2 separate regions of the Capra hircus genome follow, and region 1 is linked to region 2. A link is a contact called in public Hi-C data. All regions are on one chromosome and are shown on one strand. Each heading gives the region's core, a stretch centred on a gene start, on an enhancer-like site or on the middle of the called end of the contact. The rest is flanking DNA. Distances are from core to core; before and after follow the strand shown. Region 1 holds the start of PSTPIP2 (proline-serine-threonine phosphatase-interacting protein 2). Region 2 overlaps EPG5 (ectopic P granules protein 5 homolog).

Evidence for each region. A called contact is a pair of places that touch in the nucleus more often than the background predicts.
Region 1: a contact with region 2 is called in a Hi-C map of blood, with 3 times the contacts expected there. The contact joins the promoter of PSTPIP2 here to the enhancer-like site in region 2. A contact is called at or near these places in 3 of 5 Hi-C or Micro-C datasets (blood and liver).

Annotation. Positions count from the first base shown.
Region 1 is chr24:46,084,881-46,089,656 of ARS1.2, reverse strand. It overlaps PSTPIP2 (proline-serine-threonine phosphatase-interacting protein 2), which reads left to right and starts at 2,743. Exons shown (of 15, transcript XM_005697169.3): 1 at 2,743-2,875. The coding sequence starts at 2,843.
Region 2 is chr24:45,946,115-45,950,706 of ARS1.2, reverse strand. EPG5 (ectopic P granules protein 5 homolog) reads left to right here. Exons shown (of 44, transcript XM_018039566.1): 6 at 310-383; 7 at 2,811-2,916. Among named protein-coding and RNA genes, the nearest start is that of EPG5, 18 kb to the left of the region's middle. Within about 2 kb of position 1,391, at least 1 of the 5 cell types and tissues checked has an H3K27ac peak or open chromatin away from gene starts, as enhancers often do.

The DNA of each region.
Region 1 (4,776 bases), core at 1,494-3,993, 140 kb before region 2:
CACTTAGGAAATTCCTTGGTGCTCTAGTGGTTAGGACTCAATGCTTTCACTGCAAGACTTGTGGCCAAAAAAAAAAAAAAAGGGGAGCATTAAAAATTTTGGCAATATGGCAGAATTTCTTTTCACAGAGATTTTCAATTTTTTCATAAAAGAGTGTCTGTCCTGTCCATTCAGCCAGCACCATGTGCTATCAAACTTTATGTTAGGAAAGGTGTATTAAAGGATTTTAGAAAATACGAATGAAATATTGTTAAGTTACAAAAGCAAGACTCAAATATGTACAGTACGAGCTTAAAAATGCAAATGTAGGACTTCCCTGGTGATCCAGAGGTTAATAATCTGCCTGCCAACCATGCAAATGCATATTATTGAAAGAGATAATGCCACTGAATTAATAATAATGCCACTATTAATGGCATTAATTTAATGCATTAAATTCAGATAATGCCACTGAATTTAATAATGCCATTAAATTATCCACTGTTAACACAGTAAATGTGTTAATTGTGGTTTATATTAAATGTATTGATTCATTATTCCATAATTGCTGTAGTCCAACTCTTTGCAACCCCATGGACTGTGGCCTGCCAGGCTCCTCTGTCCATGAGATTCTCCAGGCAGGAATATGGGGGTGGCTTGCTATTTCCTACTCCAGGGATCTTCCTGGAGTAGTGTTATGGCTGTAGTAGTGTTATTTAACTTCATTAGTAAAATATCCCAAATTTGTTATAGACCCTTGGGGGCATCCTTGGTGGTGCAGATAGTAAAGAATTTGCCTGTGATGCAGGTGACCCAGGCCGATCCCTGGGTTGGGAGGACCCCCTGGAGAAGGAAATTGCAACCCTCTCTAGTATTCTTGCCTGGAGAATCTCCATGGACAGAGGAGCCTGGTAGGCTACAGTCCATGGGGTTGTAAAGAGTCAGACATGACTGAGCGACTAACACACTTCTGCTGTAAAAACAATTCAAAGCAAGACCCATGGATATAGTACAAATATTACTTGTCTTTTTATTCCCAACACCTGTTGAGGTGATGAGGTTTATAAATTAGGAATGAATGAGGAATATTTTCTGACTGTGTGGACAACCATTTGAAATTTCCAATCTTGCCACCAGGTGGTGGAAGAGAGTTAAAATTCAGGGGACCTCGTGGGCTCTGAGCCACGAAAATCAAGTACAATGTACCCTGAGAGGTTAAACAAAATGTTAAAAATGAAAATTTTAACAATTAGAATTGATTTAAAATATTTGTTCCAAAATATTCAAAACTCCCAGGAAAAACCTTGATGCTATCTGTGGCACTTCAGCATATTTCCTCAGTTGGCATTATTTCTTACCCCTCCTTCTGTTGAGCCTGTCCTCCTGGTGCCCCTGATGATGCTGTCAGGCTTCCCTTTTTCCTTCTAACCTCGCTGCTTTCCAAAGAGTTGAACAGCCTGATGAATGGATGCAGCTGAAGGCCACCTCTCCATCTCTGTTGTTGCAGATGACTCTTGGTGGGATTCCATCACCGGGGTGGGTGAGGGCAAACCTTCCAGCTGCCCTTCACATCACCCCAGCTGCTATCTCTTCACTGTGTCTGTACCAAGCTAGAACCTGCTCAGAGGCAGTTTGCCTCTCCAGGTCTGAGGCTGGGGGCTGGCTCTCGACCTGCATCCTCCCCTCCTTGAGTGGATCTGCCTCAGGAATGACCTCTATGTTTGGCTCTGATTCTGTTTAGAGGGGCAGAGCTGTAACCGAGCTCCTCATACTTTAAATACCTGTGATCTTGGCCACGTCAATCAGCCTCTGTGGGCCTCAGTTTTTGGTTCAGGGCAGGTAGCTCAGGGCTGTACTTTGTCTTAGAGTGCCTTATCACTGCAAAGCGGGGATGGGTCTGACTTGCCCTCGGTTATGTTTAGGAAGGTGTTCTACTAGGAGAATGCAGGAAGAGGAAGGACGCTGGGACATCATACTTCTGGAGGGATTTGGTGGAGAAGGGTCTTGGGTCTGGATCCTAAGAATGCGGAAGGGTTGGGGAGGAGCTGAGTTCCTGGACACCGTGAAAGAACCCCACTGAGGGACATGGAGTCAAGGGCCAATGACCTTTCCATGACTTTTGGACTAAAACATGCTTACCTGTGGCGGGTGCCTCTGAGGTCCCGCACTTGACGAGCTGAAGCGTCCACACCTGACCCGGCCGTCAGTGTTGTCAGTGGAGGCCACGCGCAGTCCCCGCGACCACCTCGGATCCGACGGGGGCTCCGTCCACCAGCGCGCGGAGCCTGGCTGTCTCCGCCAGGAACTGGGTCAAGGGAGGAGGGAGCTGTGGGCAGGAACCGAGCCGAATTCAGGGAGGCGACAGAATCTGTTCCTTCCGATCTTTAAAGGTCTCCCGAAGGAGAGGGACGTAGGGCTAACTGACTGACGCCTGACGCCGCAGGGTCTAACCCGCGGGCCGCCTCTCTCTTCCGCGCGGGACGAGTGCAGGGTGCAGGCAGACCCGGGACGCGGCTGTGGCAGGAGTAGGGGGTGCTGGGTGCTGCGGACCGCTGAGGGGTTCGGGGAGCGGGGCGTGGTGGGGGCGCGGGGCGGGGCCGAGAGGGGGCGGGGCTCCGGGGGCGGGGCCGGGCGATGCGGATGGGGCAGGAGGGGCGGGGATCGGGGGCGGAGCTGGGCTCGGGGGCGGGGCCGGGCGGTGAGGCTTGGGGCAGGCGGGGCGGGCAGATGGGTGGTGTGTGGGGCGGGGCGGGCGGTGGCGTGGGCCGGGCTTAGCTCCGGGTGCGCGGCCGGGCTGGCAGGTCCTGACAGTCCTCGTCCCCACGCGCCTGCTCTGGTTCTCCTCGCTGCTCGCTAGCCAGCCATGACAGGCTCACTGTTCAAGGGGAACTTTTGGGTAAGTCAGCGAGGCGAGGAGCCCATCGCCCGGCTTGGGAGATGGGGGCCCCGAAGGGAGCCGTGGGCCCCTGTCCGGAGCAGAATCCGATCGGACCCGCCGCCGCCGGCCCCTCTCTGCGCTGCCCCCAGCCCGCCGCGCGTCCTCGGGTCCGCGGGGTCCGGTTCGCAGGGTTTCCCTCGGCCGTCCGCGCCCCGAGTCACCGCAGACAGGTGTAGCCTTATAGCTGGGACATTCCCCTCTCATCTCACACCTGGGGAAACCGAGACCCAAACGGAGGAGCCACTAGTCCTGGGACAGTCGCAGGGTGGTCCCGGAGGCTGCACTGTGAGCAGATTTGGGGGGTAACGTGGGTCAGAAAACGTGCGGTAAATTTCGCCGGGTTGTTTGGCTTTTCCAGGTCCGCGGAAATGTACAGCCTGTCCGAGCCTCCAGACATTAGCGGGGTTCTCTAGCAGAAGCTTTGCCAGTCTCGTAGCCCCGTTTCCTGAGCCCCTCCCAGCCTTTGCCCCCTGTCCCCCTATCCAGGGGGAGGCTGGTGCGTGTGTGAGATCCTGCGAGCTGGTGGGGGCATCTGAGCCCGAGGACGGGCCCAACCAGGAGGCGTCAGCTCAGTCCTCTTCTCTGTCCAGTCCTCTTCCCCCCGTCCTCTCGCTCCCCAGGTGCCCCTCAACAGTCTGTACCCCCTCATTTGGAGGAGCCACCCTCATCCTTTTAAGGCAGGAGCAGAAAGTCAGCTTGTCTCCAGACTGAGCTACTGCTGCCAAGCCGCCCCATCTCCTTACCTGCAGTCCCGATGTGAAGTGAAAGTTGCTCCCTCTGTCTGACTCTTTGCAGGCGGATTCCTTACCAGCTGAGCCACAAGGGAAGCCCAATACTGAAGTGGGTAGCCTATCTCTTCTCCAGAGTATCTTCCTGACCCAGGAATTGAACTGGGGTCTCCTGCATTGCAGGAGGATTCTTTACCAACTGAGCTATCAGGGAAGCCGAAAGGAAAGCAACCCTGATGGCTCCCTGTTTAGCCTCATAGCACCTAGCAGGTTCCTTTCCCCCATGGAGAGTGCTACAAAGAGAAAACTTGGCCCTGTGACCTGGGGGACACAGTTTAGACCCTGCCTTGAGAAGTCCCTTTTCCTGGAGTTTTTGGGGTTCTCCTTGAGCACTGCCCACCTGTGGGGTATGGTCCTCTCACCGCAAGCAGCTTCACAGAGAAGGTGCATGGCCTTGGAGCTGGCCCCTGGAGGAGGCCTGTGAATTCTTTGGGTGGAATAAAGATCTCAGGGTCCCATGCCAGGCACTGTGGGGAAAAAACAGCACAGAGAGCCCTGTTTTTCTTCCCCTCAGTATGTAGCATTCAGTTTTCAGGTCTCTGCCCAGTGTCTTCTCTTCAGGGAAGCCCTTCCCGATTGCGCCCGATAGTGCATGTTGTATTCCTTCATAGTTTTTGTCCTTTATGGTTTTGAGGTTGGGGGCCTTGCAAGCATGTGAGCACCTTGTGGACAGCTGTTGTCTGGCTTTCAGTGCCACTGCCCCTTGCACGGGCTGTTGCCAGTGAGATCTCAGCAGATAGCTGTCGAATGAGTACAGTGGATCTATGAAACGGACAGGGCATGTAGTGGGTTGAGAGCTGCGGCCTCCATCCTCAGAGGGCTCCCAGGCCACAGGAAGGCAGCCCCCCAGCTGCTCCCAGAGGCAGTCTTGCAGGAATGTTTAGGGGAGGGGGCAGATATGAGGTCTGTGTTGGGAGTTAGAGATTTGGTAAAGGTCCAGGGTAGAGAACTTTCTGAGTTTTTACTTCCCCCTCGCCCCTCCCTGAGCTTTTACTTTCAAAACATATAAGCTCCTGAGTGATAGTTTGCAAAGATATCTTCTAATTTCATATGATTTTTATGTCAAGTAAT
Region 2 (4,592 bases), core at 142-2,641:
TTTGAATTGTTTTAGGTAGAAGGAAGTTTTTAAAAATCTCATCTTTGGATTAAAATAGCAGTATAATCCTCCATCTCATATTATTTCAGGTAATTGATGTAAATGACTGAGCTGCCTCTGTTCTCTGAGTGCATAGAGCCCAGTCAGTACTGCCAGGTAACCTGTGAGGTGTTCTCATTCTTGTGGATGAGGAGCCAGTTTCACCTCTGTTTTCTTAGCAGCTCCCTTGTCAGAATGCTGGTGAATTAAGACTATGGCTACTTGGGTTGTTGGTTTTCTGCAGTATGCCTTTTTCTTTTCTGATTTCAGATCAAAGTGTTGAATAACCCATCAGGAATCTTTCATTTTATGCAGTCCCTTGCCCTGCTGATGTCTCCTGTCAAGTAAGTGTGGAAGAGCTTCATAAAGTAGAAATTAAAATGTTCTGTCAAACAATTGGCTTCCTAAACTGCCCAGATCCACGCAATTGCTAAGGGAAGAGTCAGCATCCCATAATTTAACAATTCAGCTTTTCTTAGGGTTTAATACCCTTTGTCCCAAAGTGACCCTCTTAACTGCTTTTTTTTTTTTTTTAATTGATTAACTTTTTTGGGTGCCTCCTTTTAATGGATCTGCCATTCCGGCCATATATGTCATTGTGGTGCTGTGGGGAGAAAAAGTTTCTTTCCTTCAAAGGAGAGATTTAGTGGTAGAGGTAAAAAAGCACAGTCAAAGAGATTCAAGTGCCAAATTGTGTGGTGTTAGAGAAGACTCTTGAGGGTCCCTTGGACTGTAAGGAGCTCCAACCAATCCATTCTGAAGGAGATCAACCCTAGGATTTCTTTGGAGGGAATGATGCTGAAGCTGAAACTCCAGTACTTTGGCCACCTCATGTGAGGAGTTGACTCATTGGAAAAGACTCTGATGCTGGGAGGGATTGGGGGCAGTAGGAGAAAGGGACGACTGAGGATGAGATAGCTGGATGACATCACGGACTTGATGGACATGAGTCTGAGTGAACTCCGGGAGATGGTGATAGACAGGGAGGCCTGGCGTGCTGTGATTCATGGGGTTGCAAAGAGTCGGACACGACTGAGCGACTGAACTGAACTGAACTGAATGATTGATGCTTCCCAGGTGGCGCCAGTGGTAAGGAACTCACCTGCCGATGCAGGAGATGCAAGAGACACAAGTTTGATCCCTGGCTTGGGAAGATCCCCTGGAGAAGGAGATGGCAACCCACTCCGGTATTCTTGCCTGGAGGATCCTATAGATAGAGGAGGCTGGTGGGCTACAGTCCATGGGGTCACAAAGAGTTGGACGTGACTCAGCTGCACGCACACACAATTGATGCAGTAGAAATGAGTAGAGTAGAGTGGAGTAGTCAGAGGGTTCCAGGTGAATGAGCTGGATTTGAAGACTGGAACTGATTTCAGCGGGAAGAGGAGTTGGGAGGGCACTCACTGCAGGGGGAGAAGGGAGCGGTGGCCCAGTGTGCAGGGAACGTAGCTGTGCAGGGGGCACGTCGGAGGCCAGCTGGACTGCAGTGAAGGGGTGCATGGGAGATGATAATAAAGATGAACAGCTAGGGGGGAGTTGGATTATAGAAGACCTAGAAATTCAGAGAGTTTTGAGATGGTCTGGCTTTTGTAGCAATTGAGGGTTTTTGAACATGGGTAAAGGTTGTGTTTAAGGAAATTAGGGTGGACTGGAGGTAGAAGATGCCCTTCTGCTTCACTGAGTCATGGTTGCAGAGGTCTGGCGCTCCTGACTCTGGAGCCCAGTCCAGCATCTAGAGGGTACATCCTTACGTGGGGAGAAGGCAGGCTATGTCCCGGTGACCTGGAACTGTGTTACTACCACGGGCTCTTGATCCAGGAAAGCCTATCTTCCCCAAACCTGAATTGAGGTGATAGCAGTGGGAAGGTGAAGGTGGGAAACTGGAAGGTCATCTTCCCAGGAAAGAATTAAGAAGCTGATTAAACAAGGAGAATGTGGGGGAGGGGTGGCTCAGACCTGCCTCTGTAGACTGATTCTGACTGACTGAGAGGCTGTTGGCAGCCCTCAGAGACTGAGAAGAAAAGGCGGAGCTGCCAGGGAAGGAGGAAGATCTGAGGTCGTTGGGGTTTATGGGAGGACACATCTGAGTGACAGGTACCAGTGGACGCGTGGAGCTCTACGGCTGGAGCCCTTCAGGTTGCAAGCTGGAAGTCACGGAGGAGAGCTCCTGGTGGAAGCACGGAATGGATGAATTTTTCAGGGTCAGGCCAGAGAGGAGGGAACAAGAGAGCTGAGAACCGCATGGTGGTTTCAGAGAAGGAACTTGTGTGGTTACTCCGACTTGTTAGGTCCAGCCAGCACCATGTGAAAGCCTGGCCAGCAGGAATTCCCCTAGATGCCTCTCTCTCACCACCTGGATGCAAGGACTATTCCTACACATGTGTTTAGATGTGGTTTCCCCCAGCCGGCTTCTGCATTACCTGCAGATTATCCTTTGCTCAGTTAAGCATGTTTTCTGAACACTTTGTGGGCCAGTTAGAACTCAGGTACCACGCAGTCCTGGGTGTGCAGAGGCCCCACCAGAGGCGGGCACTATGCTGGCATAGCCGCTTCTCTTTACTGACCCAGGAGGGCAATAGTCTCTACATCACCGATAGTGAAGCTTTGGTCTCCTTGAGTTTTAGCCAGTTATTATTTCTTGTTTTCTGATTCAAACCACTTGGAGATTGTGTTGATGTCCACTCTTCTTCAAGGTGAGTAGACAATCCAGAATGCACGCGGTGGGCTGTGTTTATGTTTATGTGATTGGAGCGGTTTCCTTTGTCCTTTAGAAACCGAGCCGAGTTCCTGTGCCACATGAAGCCCAGTGAATGGAATCCATCCTCCTCGGGGCCTGCGTCCGGGACGTGGACTCTAGTAGACGAGGGGGGAGAAGAGGTAACTCGTCATATCTGCAGCATTTTGATGAATCATTTCTGAGCTCTCTCATGTGCCAAGTATCATTTTAAGCACCTCTCTTGTATTAGCCCAATTTAATTCCCCCAACAGCCCCACGAGGCAAGTACTATTTTCATCCCATATTAGAGATGAGGAAACAGGTGCAGGATGGTGGTGAGGGAATTTGTCCCAAATCACAGGTCTCGAGCCTTTGTGCTGAGGCGGTGTCTGCTGCCTCCCTTCTCCAGACCATTGCTGCATAGCTGGGAGAGTTTGGACCTGGAAGTGTTCACATACTACATACACTTTCTATTAGGCTTTTCTTTTATGTAGCATCCATTTTCTGGGCTTGGGATCTCACCTACAGATACTCTGAGCCTTTCTAATAAAGAGCTGGATCTTACCAAAGTGGGCTTCCCTTATGGCTCAGCTGGTAAAGAATGCGCCTGCAATGCGGCAGACCTAGGCTCACTCCCTGGGTTGGGAAGATCCCCTGGAGAAGGGAAAGGCTACCCACTCCAGTATTCTGGCCTGGAGAATTCCATGGACTGTGTAGTCATGGGGTCCCAAAGAGTCGGACACGACTGAGCGACTTTCACTTTCACTTCTTACCAAGGTTCTGCCTTAACACTTACAAACTTTCTTACCTAGATCTTCTCATTTGAAAGAAGATAATTTCTTATTTTTAGTGAGAATTTAATGATCAAAATCCAGTTTCTCAGGTAATACTTATTGAGTTTTCTTTCTAGTATTATACATGGCTAGTGTATTGGTAAACATTTTTTTTTTTCCCCTTCCAGCTAGTTATCTGCCTGCCTTAGTGTGTCTTTATGGTCCAAATCCAGATTTGACGTGCTTGTCCAGGATTGGCCAGGAACTAAATTTACTAAAACACCTTCTCTTTAAAAGGAGTTGAGAATTTTCAGTGGACACTCCTTTGAATGACACGTGGCAGCTGTGGGATCATGTCTGTGTATTTACCCAGCTGTTCATTCAGAAGCAGGAGCCCCTTCACACTCAATGGGCTCTTCCTGGGACTTGTGGGAGGTGGGAGATGGTGGTAAATGATGTGGACGTGCAGAGACTGAACAGTCCTTCTAGAAAGAGCTTCTCGGGTGCAAAGTGGTCTTCTGAAGATGGATCAGGGTTCCTTCTCCCTGCCCTAACTGCCCCCCCCCCAACCCCCTGCCGCCGCCCAAGACTGACCTCTCCTGAGAGAGGAGTCTTTTTTTCTTGTTGGTTTCCTCCTTTTAATCCCAAAGATGGATAGTGGTTAAAGACTCTGGAATGGTGTCTTAGCTGTCACTGGATGTTGAGTGGATTCAGGAACCTAGGGTGGGAACACGCAGTGCTGGCAGTGCTCAGAAAAGGCCGAGAGTGGAAGGCATCTTGCATCGCCCACATCAGTGATTTCTTAACAATGGCTGTATATCAGGACCATCTGGGCAACCTTGCCCCAGTCTACACCCAGCTATCCAGATGTTTAAAGCCTCCATGGTGATTCCGATGTACAGCCAGAGCAGAGAACTACTGCTCTGGGTGGAATTTCTGAGGCTCTTATTTGCTAACTGTTTAGGATGTGTAAGAGGGTAGAAATGAGTGGCTTCAGGAAATTATGAATAAATTGCATTAGTCCCTTGTTGAAATTGAGGTGATAATTCTGCAGGATCCCTGGG